Linked DNA regions of Sus scrofa: region 1 is linked to region 2. A link is a contact called in public HiChIP or PLAC-seq data. All regions are on one chromosome and are shown on one strand. The core of a region is the stretch at or near the end of the contact, and the rest is flanking DNA. Distances in the headings are between cores, read along the strand shown. Region 1 overlaps C7H14orf159 (UPF0317 protein C14orf159 homolog, mitochondrial). Region 2 overlaps RPS6KA5 (ribosomal protein S6 kinase alpha-5).

Region 1 (3,454 bases), core at 810-3,309, 120 kb before region 2:
CGATCGGCTGAGAAACTGGCAGATGGAAACAATGTAATGACTTCAAATTCAGTTCTCAAGCATGTGTCTCTGGCCACATGGCACAGAGACCATGAACGGTTTCCCAATTTCTACTCTCACTTCTTTCCTTTTAATAAGAGAATGTCTAAGTTTTAGTTGGGTGTATTTAGCTGGCCCAGCTAGGGAACACTGCCCAGACTCACCTGTAGCTAAGTGTGCCCCAAGTTCTAGCCAATGGAAGGACACCGACAACCTCTGAAGCCCATCATTCAGAAGGGGGCTATTAGCCTTCCCACCTCCTTTCCTCCTCTTTCTCCAGAGCCAGGTTTGACTGTGCAGAAGAGAACACTGTAGGGGACAGGGAACAACACAATGGAAGGAACCTGGGTTCCTGAATGACCCTGTGGAGCAGAGTTGTTCACCTGTCCCAGACTGACCAGCATCCTCTTAGCTATTAGGAAAAAGAGAAATACACTTCTATCTTTTTTTTTTTTTTTTTGGTTTTTGCTTTTTAGGGCTACACCTGCGGCATATGGAAGTTCCCAGGCTAGGGGCTGAATTGGACCTACAGCTGCCAGCCACAGCCACAGTCACAGCCACAGCAGCTCAGGATCCAAGCCACACCTGCAACCTACACCACAGCTCAGGGCAACACTGGATCCTTAACCCACTGAGCAAGGCCAGGGATTGAACCTGTATCCTCAAGGATCATAGTCAGGTTTGTTAACTGCTGAGCCTCAAAGGGAACTCCTTTCTATCCTTTTTTAGGCAAATGTATTTTTGGGTCTTTTTGTTACCACTTAGCCTGTACCTAAGCAAAAATGAGTTTTCCCCAAAGGAACAGATGATTATTTTAGTACAGAAAGCTAGACTTTACTGAAAGCTTTCCCTGTGCCAGACATTGTTCTAAACACTTTACATGTATTATCACATTTAATCCACACAACACTCCCTAGATAAGGGCTATTATTTTATAGAAAAGGAGGCTCAGGTTCAGCACTTTATCTAAAGACTCGTGGTTACTGAGTAGCCAAACCAGCAGTCAAACAAATACTCCGAATGGAAGGCATACCCTTAGTTGCTATGCTTTTCAAGGCATAATTTTTCACAATTCCATGTGTCAAAGGACACAGCTTAGTTTTCCAGAGAGCTGTGCCCAAATGTTAACTTTTCTTCAAAATTACTGCAGGTACAAGAGAAGTGTTTTAGCTTCTCTGCAAGTTAGTTTCTCCAAGAGAGCGCAGGAAAGAGACCCAAACTACATGACCTCACGGAACTGCTAGAAGGATAAAATGAATTCACATGTGCTCAAGAAACGCTTTGAAAGCTATAAAATGGGGTGTAAATGAAATACTGCCTTAAGGCAGGCTGGGAAATCCTTAAAACTAAAATAACAAAATGCACTCAATTTTTTTTTTAAATGCAAATACCATCTAGCAATTTGGCAGATGGCCTAGAAACGTTGCGAAATCTGTTAAGAAATGTACATTTGGTTTTGTGCATCTGTCATCTTCAGCTGAAAACCGGAGAGATTAATTGAAATTAATTGAAAGAGAGCATACCTGTGTGCCTGGAGTGTGTGTGTGTGCGTGCACCCATGTGCGTGCACATGAGTGTGTGCAGGCACATTGATTCTTAATAGCAGGAACCATTGTTATCAAGAGCAGAAGTAGCAGCACCTGTGATGCCTAAAGGAAGTGGGTACAGAAAGAAGACAAGGCGAGAAGAGGGGAGTGCAAAACGCTTGCAGAGTAAGCGGGACTAGTGAATAGGGAGCTCCAGCTTGTGCTGCCCTGCTGCACTATGAGCCTGGTGTTCCAGAACTTTCAGAGGCACATGTGAAATTCTCCCATATTCTAAAGATGCTCAAGCATTTATAAAAAACGTATCCTGGAATCTAGCCCTGCTGCTGGAAGTCACATCTGACTCTTTAAGGTATTTCATCATCATTAGGGACAAGCCACAATTCGGTTTCTCCCAGCGAACCCCACCCTGCCCTGCCCTGCCTCACCCCATTCCCCCCTACCCTGCCCTGCCTCATCCCATGCCCCCTTCCTCTTCCTTCTTCCTCATCTTAACTCCACCCGTCTGGGGAAGCCAGCTGTCTCTTTGCGTTCTGCTCGCAGTCCTCTCTTTTCCTTCCTTTTAGCTTGTACCCCGTTATCTTGAAGACAAAGTAGCTTCCCTCCTCTGCATGCCAATCAATGCCACCGTTCTTTTTTCTGCCAACATCATCTCCCCCTGCTACCCGCCCCCAACATGATTTTTGCATGTGAAGTCAGGTGGATTACAGTGTGTTCTCCGTTGTCCTAATGAACCGGGGGGCAGGGAGGCACAGGTAACACTGGAGAGGAGATACTCCAAAGTCACAAGGCTTTGTCTTTGGTGTTTCGGTGGCCCACAGGTCAGAAGCCCGCCGCTGCAGTCACCTGTGCCCCCGCCCCATGGAGACTGAGACCGGGGACTCGTGGCCAGGAAAAAGCTTGCCTCCAGCCAAGGTGGAGGTGACAGGGTGACAGCCTGGCTGCTGCCTCCCCTCCACCTTTCCTTCCCCGAAGGTCCCTGCCTGTGTCCTGCAGGTGCCCAGGAAACTGTGACCTGCTGACTGCCCAGGTCTGCTGCAACCTGAAGTGCCCCGTCCACTGTCATCCCCTATTTTGGCATTAGCTTCCTGGCCTCCTCCAGCAAGCTTGGGGCCCAAAGGTCCATTGTTACTTCTGACAGGTTTCAGTTTCACTTTCTCTGCTTTTCATGTGACCTTGGGGTCCTTAGGGCAGTGACCGGGACTGAAAGAGGACAGAGGGGAGGCTGGCTGCCCACGCCTGGGATGTTGTCAGTAGCCGGGCCCTACCTGTCATGAGAGAGCCCAGCTTTTCCAAAGAGGAACAGATGGGGCCCCCAGGGAGAATTTCAGGGCATTTTGTGTCCTGCTAATTGGCTTTGCCCTGGGCGGGCTCTGCAGACCCTTCAGCTCCCGGGGTGGGCAGGGTGTGTGGACGCTGCCCACGGCAGAAGGGGCTGTGCTGTGTTCTGTGCCCTCCTGACTTACTGTTTGCTTGGGACGTCTGGACTAGGGCTACAAACAGTTCCTCTCTTTGTTTCCACCGCCTTGCAGAATGTATGCTTCCTTCAAAAAGGCACAAAGATCCCCTATTCTCTGGCTCCCCCGCGCCGCCCCAGTGGCTCTGTAGGGCTCGGGTCTGCAAGCCCAGACCAGCCCCAGCGCGGACTGTCGCAGCCTCGCTCAGCAGCCTGTGCTCACAAGGCCTGGGCACTGGCGGGTGGCCTGCCAGGCAGGCAGCCAGCCCCCAGTTCTTAAAGCTGCAGAGCCCCCGTGGCTGGGTGGAGGCCACAAACTTGCATCCAGCTTCCCTGCAGGTGTTAGCCTGCCCTCTCTGGAAACAGGGACACCAAATGCAAGAGTTTGGCTGATATCACCCAGGGAACTTGGAAA
Region 2 (3,537 bases), core at 1,020-3,519:
AGTTATGTTGCAATAATTTGTTTTATAAATATGCATTTTTTTAATATTTGGAATTTAGTGTTCAGTTATCATGTTAAGGAATTTAGGATTCAGTGCTTCTGTTTGAAAAACATGTAAAATCAAGTGCATTTTATTTTAAATCTTCAAATTTGAAAATTTTCTATTTTCTAAAAGAGATTTAAGGGCAATTTCAAAGACAGAAAAAAAATAGGGAACCTAAAAAAACAAACAAACAAAAAAACCCCAAACAAATGAAAACAGTAAAAGCCAGATAGCAGGGAAGTGAAATAGAATTATAGAAATCTGGTCTGAGATAGCCATTGTAATCGGGTCCTAAGTTTAACTCTGAGGTTACCAAGAGAGATGTGTAAAGAGAAAATTCTTTGATTTTTTTTAAAGGAAAGGCATATAAATTCATCTAGAGCAGTGGCTTTCAAGTGTTTTTGACTATTACCTATAGGATAAAAGAGGTACATTTTTGTATTGCAGTTCAGTATGTGTATTTATGTGTATAGACATTTAGAGATACACACACACACACTTTTTTGCACTAACACTTATGTAATGTTTGTTGTCTGCCATGCCCTGTTCTAGATCCTTACATTAATTAATTTAATCCCCAGACCATATGATGTAAGAAGTATTATTGTCCCTACTGATGAAGCTGAGACACAGTTGTGTTAACTGTTTTGCCCAAGGTAACACAGCTAATAAACAGCACATCTAGGCTTCAGAGCCATGCAGTCAAGCAGCAGTCTGTTCTTAACCATTGTTCTGTGCTGCTCTTTTTCTCTCCCGCGCTTAGATTTGTTTACATTCACATCATACCCACACATGTGCATGTGTATAAAGAGGAAACAGGAGTTTTGTGAAATGCTTTTAGTATATTCAATTCCTTTTTAGTTTTTAAGTTTTTTTTTTTTTTTTTTTTTTTTTTGTCTTTTTGCTGTTGTTGTTGTTGTTGCTATTTCTTGGGCCGCTCCCGCGGCATATGGAGGTTCCCAGGCTAGGGGTCCAATCGGAGCTGTAGCCACCGGCCTACGCCAGAGCCACAGCAACGCGGGATCCGAGCCGTGTCTGCAACCTACACCACAGCTCACGGCAACGCCAGATGTTAACCCACTGAGCAAGGGCAGGGACCGAACCCGCAACCTCATGGTTCCTAGTCGGATTCGTTAACCACTGCGCCACGACGGGAACTCCTAGTTTTTAAGTTTTAAGAGGCTGTTTGGACCCACTTAATTGATGTCATCGTTCACTAATGAGTCTCCGCCCACAGTTGGAAAAAATTGGTCTAGAGAGACTTTTAACAAGTGCTGAAGTTATCAAATGGCTCTTTTATTATGGTCGGTAAATGATGTCAGGAGACTAGCGTCTTTGACAAAAGATATGGAGCTACTCTTGAAAAAACATAACTTTATTGATGTAATCTCTTTAGTAAGTGGCGCACAGAGGACTAAACCTCAATTTATCGCAGTGTGTTTCTGGATGGAACTTGTTACTGCTGTGGCCCAAGTGGGGTGCTTTCTCTTGAAACACAGGGTAGATTTTAGAGAACTACAGGGATGAACAGTAATATTTCCTTTCAATTCTGAGGTCTAATTAATCAGATATTTCAGATGAGTCTTTAAGGGTGCCAAATTACGGTTAGTCCGCTTCACCATTGAACCCCCTGAGTGTTTGCCTTTTGGGCATTGATTATGCTGCAGTCACAGTGAAATGAAGCTGCTGTTGCTGAGAATCCGTTCAGTGACGGTGGTCTTACCGGGGCTTGATACATACCACCCTCGAGGTACTTACCACGTCCACGTGGCTGGCCTGTTAACAAGGATGCCAGTTCCAAGAGCAGGACCAGTGAGCTTTCGCGTTCTAATAGAGTATTTAGGTTCCATTCCTCATGCTGCCGACGTGGGCGAATGAAGTTTCCAGGGGAAGATGGAGCGGAAGGCCAGTGGATGGACTATCAGCGCCCTGGACATGTCCCATGTGGCAAAATCGAACTCTTTCCTCTAGTGAGATTACATATGAGAAAGCGAGGTGGGCAGGCATTGTAATCAGTTCTTATGTTGTTGTGGCAGATGACAAAGCAGTGGCCATTTATAGATGTTAAGATATCTTCCTTTTCCGGAGTTCCTGTTGTGCAGCAGAAATGAATCTGCCTAGCAGGTTCAATCCCTGGCTAGTGGGTTCAGTCCCTGGCCTTGCTCAGTGGGTTAAAGTTCCAGTGTAGATGGCAAATGCAGCTCGGATCTGCGCATTGCTGCGGCTGTGGCGTAAGCCGGCAACTGTAGCTCCAATTTGACCCCTAGCCTGGGAACGCCCATATGCCACGGGTGCGGCTCTAAAAAGCAATATCTTCCTTTTCTGCAGTGGTGGCAGCTGAGTTTCCTGAGCTCACTTTTCACTTCGTGTGTTGTCAGGAATCATTTAATACCCAACTTAAAAGTGAAAGCCCATTGTTCCTTCTGCAGAGGGAAAGAGTCAGCAAGCTCCAGCTCTGTTCTCTGGATCTGCATTGTGAGTTTCTTTTTCTCCTTCTCTTCTTCCACTGCTTCTCCTTCTTTCTTCCCCTTCTTCTTCCTCCTCTTGTTCTTCTTCTTCCACATCTGCTGCATACGGAAGTTCCTTCCATGTTCTTATTGTGCCTTCTTTTTTAGTTTTGTTTTGTTTTCTTTTCTTTAGGGCCACACCCACACCATATGGAAGTTCCCAGGCTAGGAGTCAAATCAGAGCTGCAGCTGCCAGCCTGCACCACAGCCACAGCAATGCCAGATCCGAGCCACATCTGCAACCTACACCATAGCTTGTAGCAATGCTGGATCCTTAACCCACTGAGCAGGGCCAAGGATCGAACCTGCATCTTCATGGATACTAGTTGAGTTCATTACCACTGAGCCACAATGAGAACTCTGTGTGTTTCTTTTCCAAAAGACCCACCTTCAACCTTAGATCAGCACTTCAGCTGAGAAGAGGGTCCTTGGCTATATGCTGTAGAGCTCTTTCTGTGCTTGCTAACATGTTCACTTCTTTTCATGCACTCAGTGTTCTTTGAGTTTCCATCGTGTGCCAGCCCCAGAATGATTTGCTAAGGATACAAAGTGAGTAAAACCAGACATGGTCCATGGTTTTGTGGAAATTATAGTCCAGTAAAAGCTACACAATAAAGCAGTCACACAAATAAATGAAAACTCGTGTTTCTGACAATTTCTATGGCAGGGCATGTGTGGTGTTATGAGAGTATCAAGTTAGAGGAACTGTACTAGTCGGGGAAGTCAGGAGAGGCTGTGTGTCTGAAGGAGTGAGTGAACAGGATGGTGGGAAGATGGAAAGAGGTGGGTAGAAGCCAGATGATTTAGGTTGTAGTAAGCATTCGCCTTTTCTTAAGAGTACTTATGGCATTTTGAGCCACAAGGTTTATATTTTTATCAACAGTTTAGATGACAACCCCAAAGGTATGTTTACCAGACTGAGAATGAAAGCAAGCTGGGAGGCATAGCTGGTATGGTTGATGGCAGGTCACCCTTTAACAAGATTCCA

Evidence for each region. HiChIP or PLAC-seq counts read pairs in DNA pulled down with a chosen protein or histone mark.
Region 1: a contact with region 2 is called in an H3K27ac HiChIP or PLAC-seq map of alveolar macrophages. The contact joins two enhancer-like sites. A contact is called at or near these places in 2 of 47 Hi-C or Micro-C datasets (embryonic fibroblasts and liver) and 1 of 2 datasets of contacts at active chromatin or transcription factors (alveolar macrophages).

Annotation. Positions count from the first base shown.
Region 1 is chr7:112,799,831-112,803,284 of Sscrofa11.1, reverse strand. All of the region lies in intron 2 of C7H14orf159 (UPF0317 protein C14orf159 homolog, mitochondrial), which reads right to left. Among named protein-coding and RNA genes, the nearest start is that of C7H14orf159, 48 kb to the right of the region's middle. Within about 2 kb of position 2,059, at least 35 of the 83 cell types and tissues checked have an H3K27ac peak or open chromatin away from gene starts, as enhancers often do. A contact at or near this core is called in alveolar macrophages, where this site is marked.
Region 2 is chr7:112,679,068-112,682,604 of Sscrofa11.1, reverse strand. The region is part of intron 2 of RPS6KA5 (ribosomal protein S6 kinase alpha-5); the gene reads left to right. Among named protein-coding and RNA genes, the nearest start is that of RPS6KA5, 73 kb to the left of the region's middle. Within about 2 kb of position 2,269, at least 4 of the 83 cell types and tissues checked have an H3K27ac peak or open chromatin away from gene starts, as enhancers often do. A contact at or near this core is called in alveolar macrophages, where this site is marked.